Regions from separate parts of the Mus musculus genome. Here region 2 is linked to region 1. Evidence: chromatin contacts called from public Hi-C data. All regions are on one chromosome and are shown on one strand. Each heading gives the region's core, a stretch centred on a gene start, on an enhancer-like site or on the middle of the called end of the contact. The rest is flanking DNA. Distances are from core to core; before and after follow the strand shown. Region 1 overlaps Ext1 (exostosin glycosyltransferase 1). Region 2 overlaps Samd12 (sterile alpha motif domain containing 12).

What was found. Hi-C and Micro-C count contacts between places; a contact is called where the count stands out from the background.
Region 2: a Hi-C map of muscle stem cells shows a contact between it and region 1, with 1.6 times the contacts expected there. The contact joins two enhancer-like sites.

Annotation. Positions count from the first base shown.
Region 1 is chr15:53,130,310-53,135,065 of GRCm38.p6, reverse strand. The region is part of intron 1 of Ext1 (exostosin glycosyltransferase 1); the gene reads left to right. Among named protein-coding and RNA genes, the nearest start is that of Gm41323, 200 kb to the right of the region's middle. Within about 2 kb of position 2,630, at least 17 of the 459 cell types and tissues checked have an H3K27ac peak or open chromatin away from gene starts, as enhancers often do. A contact at or near this core is called in muscle stem cells, where this site is marked.
Region 2 is chr15:53,460,186-53,464,941 of GRCm38.p6, reverse strand. It overlaps Samd12 (sterile alpha motif domain containing 12), which reads left to right. Exons shown (of 5, transcript NM_177225.4): 5 at 2,726-3,141. The coding sequence ends at 2,748. Among named protein-coding and RNA genes, the nearest start is that of Ext1, 120 kb to the right of the region's middle. Within about 2 kb of position 2,536, at least 7 of the 459 cell types and tissues checked have an H3K27ac peak or open chromatin away from gene starts, as enhancers often do. A contact at or near this core is called in muscle stem cells, where this site is marked.

The DNA.
Region 1 (4,756 bases), core at 1,381-3,880:
GGTGATAGATAGATGATTAACAGATAGATGATTAATAGATAGATACATAGATAGATAGATGATGTAGAGAGATACATAGATGATAGAATGATAGATGATAGATAAGTGATAAATATGTGAGATAGATAGATGATGGATAGACAGGTGAAGATAGATGATAGATGATATATAGATGGTTGATAGATGATAGATGATATATAAATGATTGATTGATAGATGATAGATTGATAGATGATAGATAAATGATTGTTTAATTGATAGATAATAGGTGATAGATGATGGATTGATAGATGATAGATAGTTGATAGATTGACTGATAGGTGATAGATTGATAGATTATAGATGACTGATACAATCAAATGAGATTATGTCTAAATCAGGAATTCCTGTACTAGTGATTTTTATGTTTGACATTAAGATCTGGATACTGTAAAATGTAGAACTAGATTGAAATTGAGCTTCTTTCCTGCTACAGCATTCTTCATTGAGAGCTAGTGCAGCCAGAAGAAAGGGATGCTTGCCATGTTTGTTTTATTTGAATTTCCAGTCATGATTTATGATGAGAAGACGGATTTTTGAGGGGTGTTTTGAAAGTTTCTGGTAGTTGACTGTGTTAAGCATTTGAGCCCAGTACATTGCCAAACATCTTGTTCTCATAGACTTGAACTTCCCCAAATCCTGTAGCTGACTCAACTCACATCTGGGCCTGCAGGTTGAGTTTCTACTCCTATGGGCTCAAGAAACAAACTGCTATTTATGACAAAACCAAGTGTCATTGCCCGTTGGAGTGTTTGTTCCAGGGGTTAGCAAACTGATATCCTTTCATTAAATCCTCTGTGTCAGGGGCATGGAAACTCTTCATTTGGGCAGGTGACTCCAGGTCTACAGAACAAACTGAAAGGGAAGGTCTGGGTCTAGAAGGAAGTTTTGCCCACTACAGTGACTCAGGTACGTGATGTGGGCCCAAGGATGCTGGCTCAAAGTCCATCTCTCCAGGCAGAACACACTGAGCAGGGAGCACAGATTTGGGATTGAAAAACAGGGCTGTTGGCTCTGGTGAGGTCCTAAAGATCCCAGGCCAGGTTAGCAAGAAATGTCCAGAGGTAGCCTTTGCAGGCGTCTGGGAGACTTATGGTCTGACAGAGGGTAATAAGCAGGGATTAGGACTGAACTTCAAAATGTATTCGGAAATGTGTATTCATGCAATATCCATCATAATAGTGAGGATATGTGGAAATGGGTTTATTTTCTTCCTAGTACTAATGCAGAGAAGTAACACTGAAAAACAGAACTTTGCCAGATGAGCAACCGTATTGGTTCAAAGAATTCCTAGATCCACACATGAAGTGTCATGGATGGCCTGGAGAATGGTGCCCAGTGGCATAAACACTCTGGTCAGATACCGATGGAGGTGATCAGTCTCACCTAAGCCTAAAGGGCAATGCATTTGAGGGAAGAAAACAGCAGTTATCTATATTGACCTACAAGATACGATAGATGGTTGCTGGTAAGGTCTGCCTGGACTCTGTCTTGAAGATGATCATTCTGGAGCAAGCATGCTCTTGGCTAGTGCTGATTGCTGAGTGCCAGGGCCTACGCCTAGGATGGGAGGGTTTGGTGCCTGGGATTGCCACAGAGTCCACTTAAAAATTGAGTCATAGATGCTAATGATGTCAGCCATGTGTTGGAGACCCTGAGTATATTCTTTTTTAAAGATTGGCCAGTTCTGGATGTGTGTGTTGAAGGTAACCTGAAAATCAAATTTGTCTTGTCTCTCCCCTGGGGGCTTTGAAGATTTCAAGTATCAGAACCAGTAAGCTATGGTGTTGCTAATAAAAATTGCTTATGAGTTGTTCGCTTGGGGTAGTAAGTAGGCTTATTTATAGAACAGCCCTGAGCCTCCCCATGGGCAAGAAGGCTTTTTACTAAAGCAAGATCATGAGGTAGAGAAAGGGCAATGTTGAGGGACAGGGTATATCTTAAGGAGTCTTAGACTTACTGATGGCTACTAGGAGGCTGTCAAACTTTTACCCCTGAGGCTTCCATCCGGCTCCGTTGCTGGTGGCTGCAAATCTCTTTCATATGGCCATTTGCAATTCGGTGGAGTGTTTGGAACGAGCTAGTTAATCCCAGTCCAATTCATAATGGGCAGGTAGCCAATTCACACAAACCACCTTGACAATCCACACTAATTGCTTTGTCTCCACGGAGCAGCTAGAAATTGAATTGCCTGCAGAGATGAACATTTCCTACTTTCTACCCCTTTCTTCCAGCTCCCCCTCTCTGTCCATTCCCACCCTTGGGTACCCCCAGCTGAAACCCTACACTTGGCTGCTTGCTGTGATTGTGATTTTTTTTTTTTTTTTGGTATTAAATAGCACACATCCTTCTAGGCTATAAATTTCCAGAAGTTTTCTTTTTGAAGAAATGAGTAGATTCAAGGTAAGGAAAGGAAACTCAATATTGTCATTATGGTCATTTATATTTGGGCAGTTGGTTTCATTGCCACGGGTAGAAACTGTCTTTGAACAAAGCAAAACATACTCCTTTTTTATTTGAAAGTCTAGGGAGACAAATTCCTAGACAAACACTCATGCAGCCTGGTATTAGATTCAGAAAGAGCTACTGACCCAGAAAAACACCCAGTCTAGCAGCCTCCAGAATCGTCTCTAAGAATGGATAATTGTGCGCCCCAAACAGATGAGAGTCTGGGTTACTGTAACTGACTGAGAGCTGCTTTTTAAAGGAGTATGCTTTACCTACACAGGTACTTCTGGAGTAGTCCTACTATGTCCAAATTCCAGCGATGCTCTGGGTGATCCTCAGGGGCAAGTGGGATGCTAGATGATTGCTTCCATTAGTTAGCTGGACAAGGATGCAAGTTGTACCCAAGGGACCTGACTAGGTTCTGGCTCTTTTCCTCACTCAGCTACTTTAGACTTAAATTCATCCTCTCTGAACCTATTTATATCAGTTAGCTCTGAAGTTAAAGGTCTGTTTCATTAAAAATTATATTTCATAGTTATAAAAATATTTTAATGCTGCTTACATTTTAGAGGGCTGATTGATTTTCATATATTTAGAAATTTACTTAAGGAAAGGAAAGCTCCCTCTAAGGATAAAAGACAATGACCAGTTCCTTCATGGATGCTATGTTGACTCCCCTTCTCCTAACAACCTTGTGAAGATTAAAGCAGTATACCTCCGTGCAAGCATTGTCAACTTGAACACATTTCTAGGCATTCAGTGTGCATAGACACTTGGTTATTTACAGTGATTTATAGTATTTGCCCCACTATCTTCAGATAGAATGTCTCTCTGAGCAGGCTAGCCTTGCAGTGAGTTATGATGGTTGGAAACCTCTTACCATAACTATCCTGCCTGAAAACAAAGCAAATGGTGGGCGTGAAGTCCTCTTGCCATCCAGGGTCCAAGAGATAGAGAAAATTTTTCATAATGTGAAAGACAAGAGGGAGTAGCCTCTAAGGAATCTCGTGGGCGTTGTTCTTCCTCAAGTTGGAAATCCTTGGGAATTTTGCCTAGAAGATAATTCTAGAGGTTCCCTTTTTAACACTGGTTATGGTAAAGGGGGTTTGATTGAGCCTCTGTGACCTCCGTGGAAAAATCCAACAAATAGAAAGTGAAATTTACAAGGGATTCCAACAAAAATCAACAACTGTTTGCATAGCTTGGCAGGCTCATCTCAAATATTCATTCTGGCCCTGAGAGCTTTGGGTCTCTGTCAAGATAATTCATCTTTTATTAAGAACAAATGCTGAAAGTATGAGCTCCATAAAGAAAACCACTGCTTCTACTTTTTAAATATTTTGATTGCATTGGATTTGATGTGTGTTTATGTGCATTTCTGTACATATGTGTACATACGCTCGTGGGCATGACTCAACATGCATGTGGAGGTCAGCAGACAGCTAAGAGGTTGAGGGTGGGAATTGATTCTCTTCTTTTTCCATGTGGGTCCTCGTGGTTGAAGGGCAATCATCAGGCTTGGCAGCAACGTGCATGGCCACTGAGCCAGCAGCGTCCTAGTCCTGAAGCTGTGGTTTCTTAATATTTAAGGAAAGAGGCAGGAGCCTAGAAAAGAGGAACACCACGTTAGGGCGAGCGACCATGTGCTTCTGAGACTTCCATGGAAGCGGAAGTCACTGGAGAAGGCCAAGGATACTTGGTGCTTAGGTGGAGAGAAAAGTGCGAACTGGTTCCTTGGCCTAGAAAATTTCTGATTCTTGTGGTTTTGCAGCTGTTGTTTGTTTTTTGAGGCAGTGCCTCATGCAGTCCTGGCTGGCCTTGAACTGGCTGTGTAGCCCATGATGGTCTGATCAAATGCCTGTTCCTCTGCCTCTAATTCCCAAGTGCTGTAACTGGAAAGGTACATCCATCCATCGCTCTCGGTATGAGGTTCTGAGGCAAGGACTCTAGGCATTTTTGGCAAGCACTCCTACCAACTGAGCTATGTCCTCAGCCCAAGACGTGTTGTTTTAACATCTTGCTGAAACACATTTCTCCCTGTGGCTCTTCTTAGACACAGAAGAGTGGGTATTGCAAATATGTCAGTTTGGTAAAATTCCATGCAACTTACTGCATATGAAGAGTCTGTATTGCATCATGTCAGGCAGCAAGTGACAGGTGACAGGTGACCTGGCAGCAGGAATAATAATGTAGAATAACTTTATCTTCTGAGCGATGTGAAGCAGCTGGGAAAGGCGGCAGTGGTTGGCTCTGACCAAGCTCAGGGTTC
Region 2 (4,756 bases), core at 1,287-3,786, 330 kb before region 1:
ACCCTAATATTTCTATGGCCTCTACTGCCTTGTATGTTCATCTTCTATAAGAACACCTCACTGTTCTTGCTGGTATAAATTAATTTCTACTCAAATTTTCTAACCCCACCTATCATCATCTTTCATTTTGCTAAATGTGTGTAAATATGTGCTTGTGGATAAATAAAGAATTTCACTGGGGGTGCAAGGGGGGTGATGACTGCTCTGGGAAATTGTATTTTCTATTTTCAATGCGTTACACTTTTACTTCACTAGAGTAGAGCACGTGTATCTCTGAGTAGAACTTGGACCCTTGTGATCTGTTTTACCTTAGCCCAGTAACACTAAGGGCCTTGATTTCCTTGTTGGTGAAATGGGCAGGTTTCTTCTTTCCCTAAGACCAGTACTGGACACTGAAGTTGAAAAGGCATTGAAGTTTAATAGGCTAAGATTCAATCCAGGAATACAAATTAGGCACATTTGCTCTCTATGAACTCTTGGATACCCATGTGGACAGCACAGCTCTTTGGATGATCTACCTAACTGCAATTTCCCTACAAAGGTATAAGTATTATAAGTCAGCTTATACTAGGACACATGGGCTGTTAAACAGAGAAACCTTGTCTTTGAAAACAATACAAAACAAAACAGAACAAAAAACAACTCAGAGCTTAATTTTTAACTGTCATTATTCCTGTTCAAATTTTATTTTGTTGGCTTTTTTCCAAGGACATACATCTCCCAGATCTGATTGTAACAACAGCCTCAAGAATACTGTGCTCTGCTGTGTTGGTTTGCTTGAAATCTATGCTGTGCTTCCTTGTAGCTAGATAGACCTGGATATTTTTCCCCATGTTAGTCTCTTCTCTCTCTCTCTCTCTCTCTCTCTCTCTCTCTCTCTCTGTCTCACACACACACACACACACACTCTCTCTCTCTCTCTCTCTCTCTCCCTGTCAGTGGAGTCAATTGCTTAAACATTAGACATATACAAGTACCAGAGTTTAAAAGGTAGGAGATAATAATTGTATTAAATAAAGGGCTTATTGGAGATTTAATAATAGAAGTTTAAGAAGCCATACTATCACATAGCGTGGAGTACTTGACTGTGTCTAGAAAGCAGGGAAAGTTCATAAAACTGTGTGAAAGTATACAGTATTATTTTTCTAGGTAATAACGGTGAGAGCCAACTCCCAGGATCCATTAGTGAATCACTGTTCAGCAGTGTACACATAGTGAGCTTAATTTTTCTTACTGTTTTTCAAAACATTTAAATAACAACATTAGTAGCACTTTTCCCAATTTCATTTACTGTTCATTTATTTTAAATACATGCATATATTTTATATACATATACATTTGTTATATACACATGCATATATTATGTTGTGCATTATAGCATATATAACCTTATCCTATTGATATATAATCATCATAATTAGTCTTATTTTTATGCTCATGTAATCATCCATTATTAACATACCATAATTTACTTAGCTTAAGTCCCAAAAATAGACATGTTTTGATTTTTTTCTGTAGTATAAATAATCTCTAAGTTACAGGTTTTTGCTTGTAGCTCCCTGTATCTTTTCTATTTTACCTTAGGGTACCCTGCTAGGAATGAGATCACTAGATCAGGGGATATAAATTTTTAATGATTTTTAAATAAATGGATGTTATTTTTCCAGCTTACAATGCCATGAGCAACATATTAACATTCTAGTCACATTACAAGCTTTTCAGAAGTTTGTGTTACTATTTGATATTTAATATACTTACAAGAGGACCTTTTGTTTTGCATTTTTCTCACCAATAACAAGTTTTAATCAAATGCTTGCTTACAAATTGTGTATCTTCTCATATTTTGTAAAGCCACCTGGACTCAAAAAACCTACGGATGCTCCCTTTCTACCAATAACCCCTGCTGTTGCCCAATTATTTTATGTAGTAAATAAAAATAATGTTCAATTTTTAGAAAAAGTCTTCTTGTATGCTCATAATAATGACTTATTGAGGACCTGTATATGATGAACTGTAGGCAGTAGCCAGATAAAATAATGGGGAAATTAGAAAACTAAAATGAGGATAATATATCTAGTCCAGAATTCTAAATGTCCAAAGCAGGACTAACATGCAAATAGTTCAATCTCTAGTCAGATTTGAATGGCTTTTTCTTTCTAGCCCCAAATCTCACTCATTTTTCAATGTGCAAACTCGGCAGTTCTTAATCATGCTTCTTGTATTTCTCCCTTGGTTTCATTCAAGGATTCCTAAGGAATGAAATCACACAGACACACACACTCAAACACACACACACACACACACACACACACACACACACACACACACAGAGTCTTGCACCATTTCCAGCCTCATAGTGCCCCAGGCCAGTATATGCACACAGCTCTAAAACATGAGATAGAGTCTCTGTTTTTGCCCCCTGTCATGGAGCTGAATGCCAAATCAGAGAACCAGCTCTGCCTCCATTTAATGCAACATTGTTCGGTTCTTGAAATGGACGTCTTCTGTGTTCTGCCAAATAGTACAAGGATCTTTCATGGGTACAAGCCACAACTAATCCATCCTGGATTGAGTAACCCTCATCTTGGCTAGACCTTTCTCTTTGACTTAAGGGTGCTACAGTTTGTTTAAGGTCATTGCTACAAATTGGTATGTCATATTATAAAGGAAGTAACTAACCATGTCCCCCTCCCCCTCTTTGTCTTTCCCTTCTTCCTTCTTGCAGCCTCGGTGGAGTGTTCTCCATAATCATGCGAGCCTTGCAAGCTGGTGTCCTGTTCCATATGAGCATGGCCTGATCCCCAGAGAAACACTGACTCATGGCCCTGCCAGAAGAGATCCTTGGGGCACTGACAGATTAATCGGATCAACTGAGAAAATGCCTATTTGGTCAAGATTATGAACACGGTGTGAAAAAAATCTTAGTTTGCTGCGGATTTTCAAATGAGGTGCATAACATACAGTGCCAACTCGTTCCAAGTGGTCATTGGCAGACCATCAGCTGGACATTGGCTTCCAGTTCTCATCACTGTGCATAACTCAAGTTCCCCTTGGGCTCCATCTGTGCCCTTCACTACAAGTCCTGTTTTAGCATGGCAACCACTGGATTATTTCATTAAGTGTGCAGATGGCATGATGTTCTAGAAAAAAAAATACAAGAGTTCTGCAATCTCAGTGGAAGGGTTCAAAATAGTGTGCCCTGGTAGGAATGTAAACATGTCTAGATTATGTTAGTGATAATGTCCAAAGGTGTTCTCTCCAACGCTGCAGCACTTTATATAAGAACACTACACTGAGATAAAATAGCACATTTGATACATGTAGGACAAGTGTTTTCTCTTTTCTTTTTAAGTCTTGTCTTATTTCTGGCTCAGACTGTCCAAAACCAACTCTGCTCCTAATATCCTCACAGTTGTTTGTGGTAGCTCAGTGTAAATATGGCCACAATACTGTTAGACTTCACCTGTTGACACTTAACTGGATACCTGGATTACTTATAGCACAAAGGGAAGTAGACCCAAGTCTGGTGACTGGGATATTTGACGTCTTGGTTCTTTGTACCTAGGCACAACTTAACACATCACATAAGGACACTCCATACAGGATGCTTCTCTTCGGCTGATGTATACATACCCTTGTCCCATAGAGGAGATCTTCCAAACACAAAAGAGGATGGCCTTCATTCCATCAAAGACCATTGTGGATTGCTGCCAAGGGCAGCAGGACGCAATCTTCCTTAGTGGTTCCACTTCCACACTTAGGAAATCTTCCCAAGGTCAAGTTTAAGTCACAGATCTGGAGAGAAGCCACAAATGACCTCCACTGTGTGCCAAGAGAAGTAACACCTTCAGCCCACACAAGGTTTCTCCCTCAGCATGGAAATTAGTCTTCCTTTTAATACCTCCTTGAATGTATATATGACTTATTTTTTATTTTAATTCTAAAAACAAAGCACAGTCCCGGGAAAACGGTCCATTCAGTGATGGTTTACCTGAACACGAGAGAAGTGTTCATTCCTATGGATTGCCCCCTGTGATACATTAACATGTTACCCCAGAAATAGAAACTTGGCTGAATCAAAAACTCTGCAAAGTATATTATGAGCACTTCTTAACCTAACTCCAGACCAACAGGAATCAAAGACTAATCTTTAAAATAGATGTAACAATCTGAAACCCTCCCATAAGCAAACAAGACATGCCGTGTTGTCTCCAAACATCCTTTTCCTGTCTCCACTTGTTCCAATTCAAGAAGTGGAGAGGGCTAAGTGTGATACACAGAGGGTGTCTCTCTACAGCATGGCTCCTGTCAGGATGTGGGCTAGAGAAGGGACTCCTAATAGGGAAGTCAGAGAAATGATTGTTACCATGAGATCTGAACTTTTTAGCACCAGATCACCATCAGAACTATCTAAACCACCACGGACCATAATTCTCCAAGAAGCTGGGATTGATAATCCAAACTCAAGCTGCCAACATTCCATTCCTATGACCCATCCATTTTCCTTAGTTACCACAGCAGGGTTTTTGTGCCCTCCATTCCTTCTTTTCATTCAGCAGGCATCTGTTGAGGGACCCAACCATGTACCAAGAACTGTACTGGGTCCACTCTGGTATATAAGGCATATTCTTACTACTTCTATTGAATCATTTCTTTTTTCTCAAGGACTCCGTTCTTTTCCCATAGTGCAAACTGAATTGAGACACCCACACTCATCCCCTCCACCTTGCCACAGAAACATAGAAAAATGTTCATG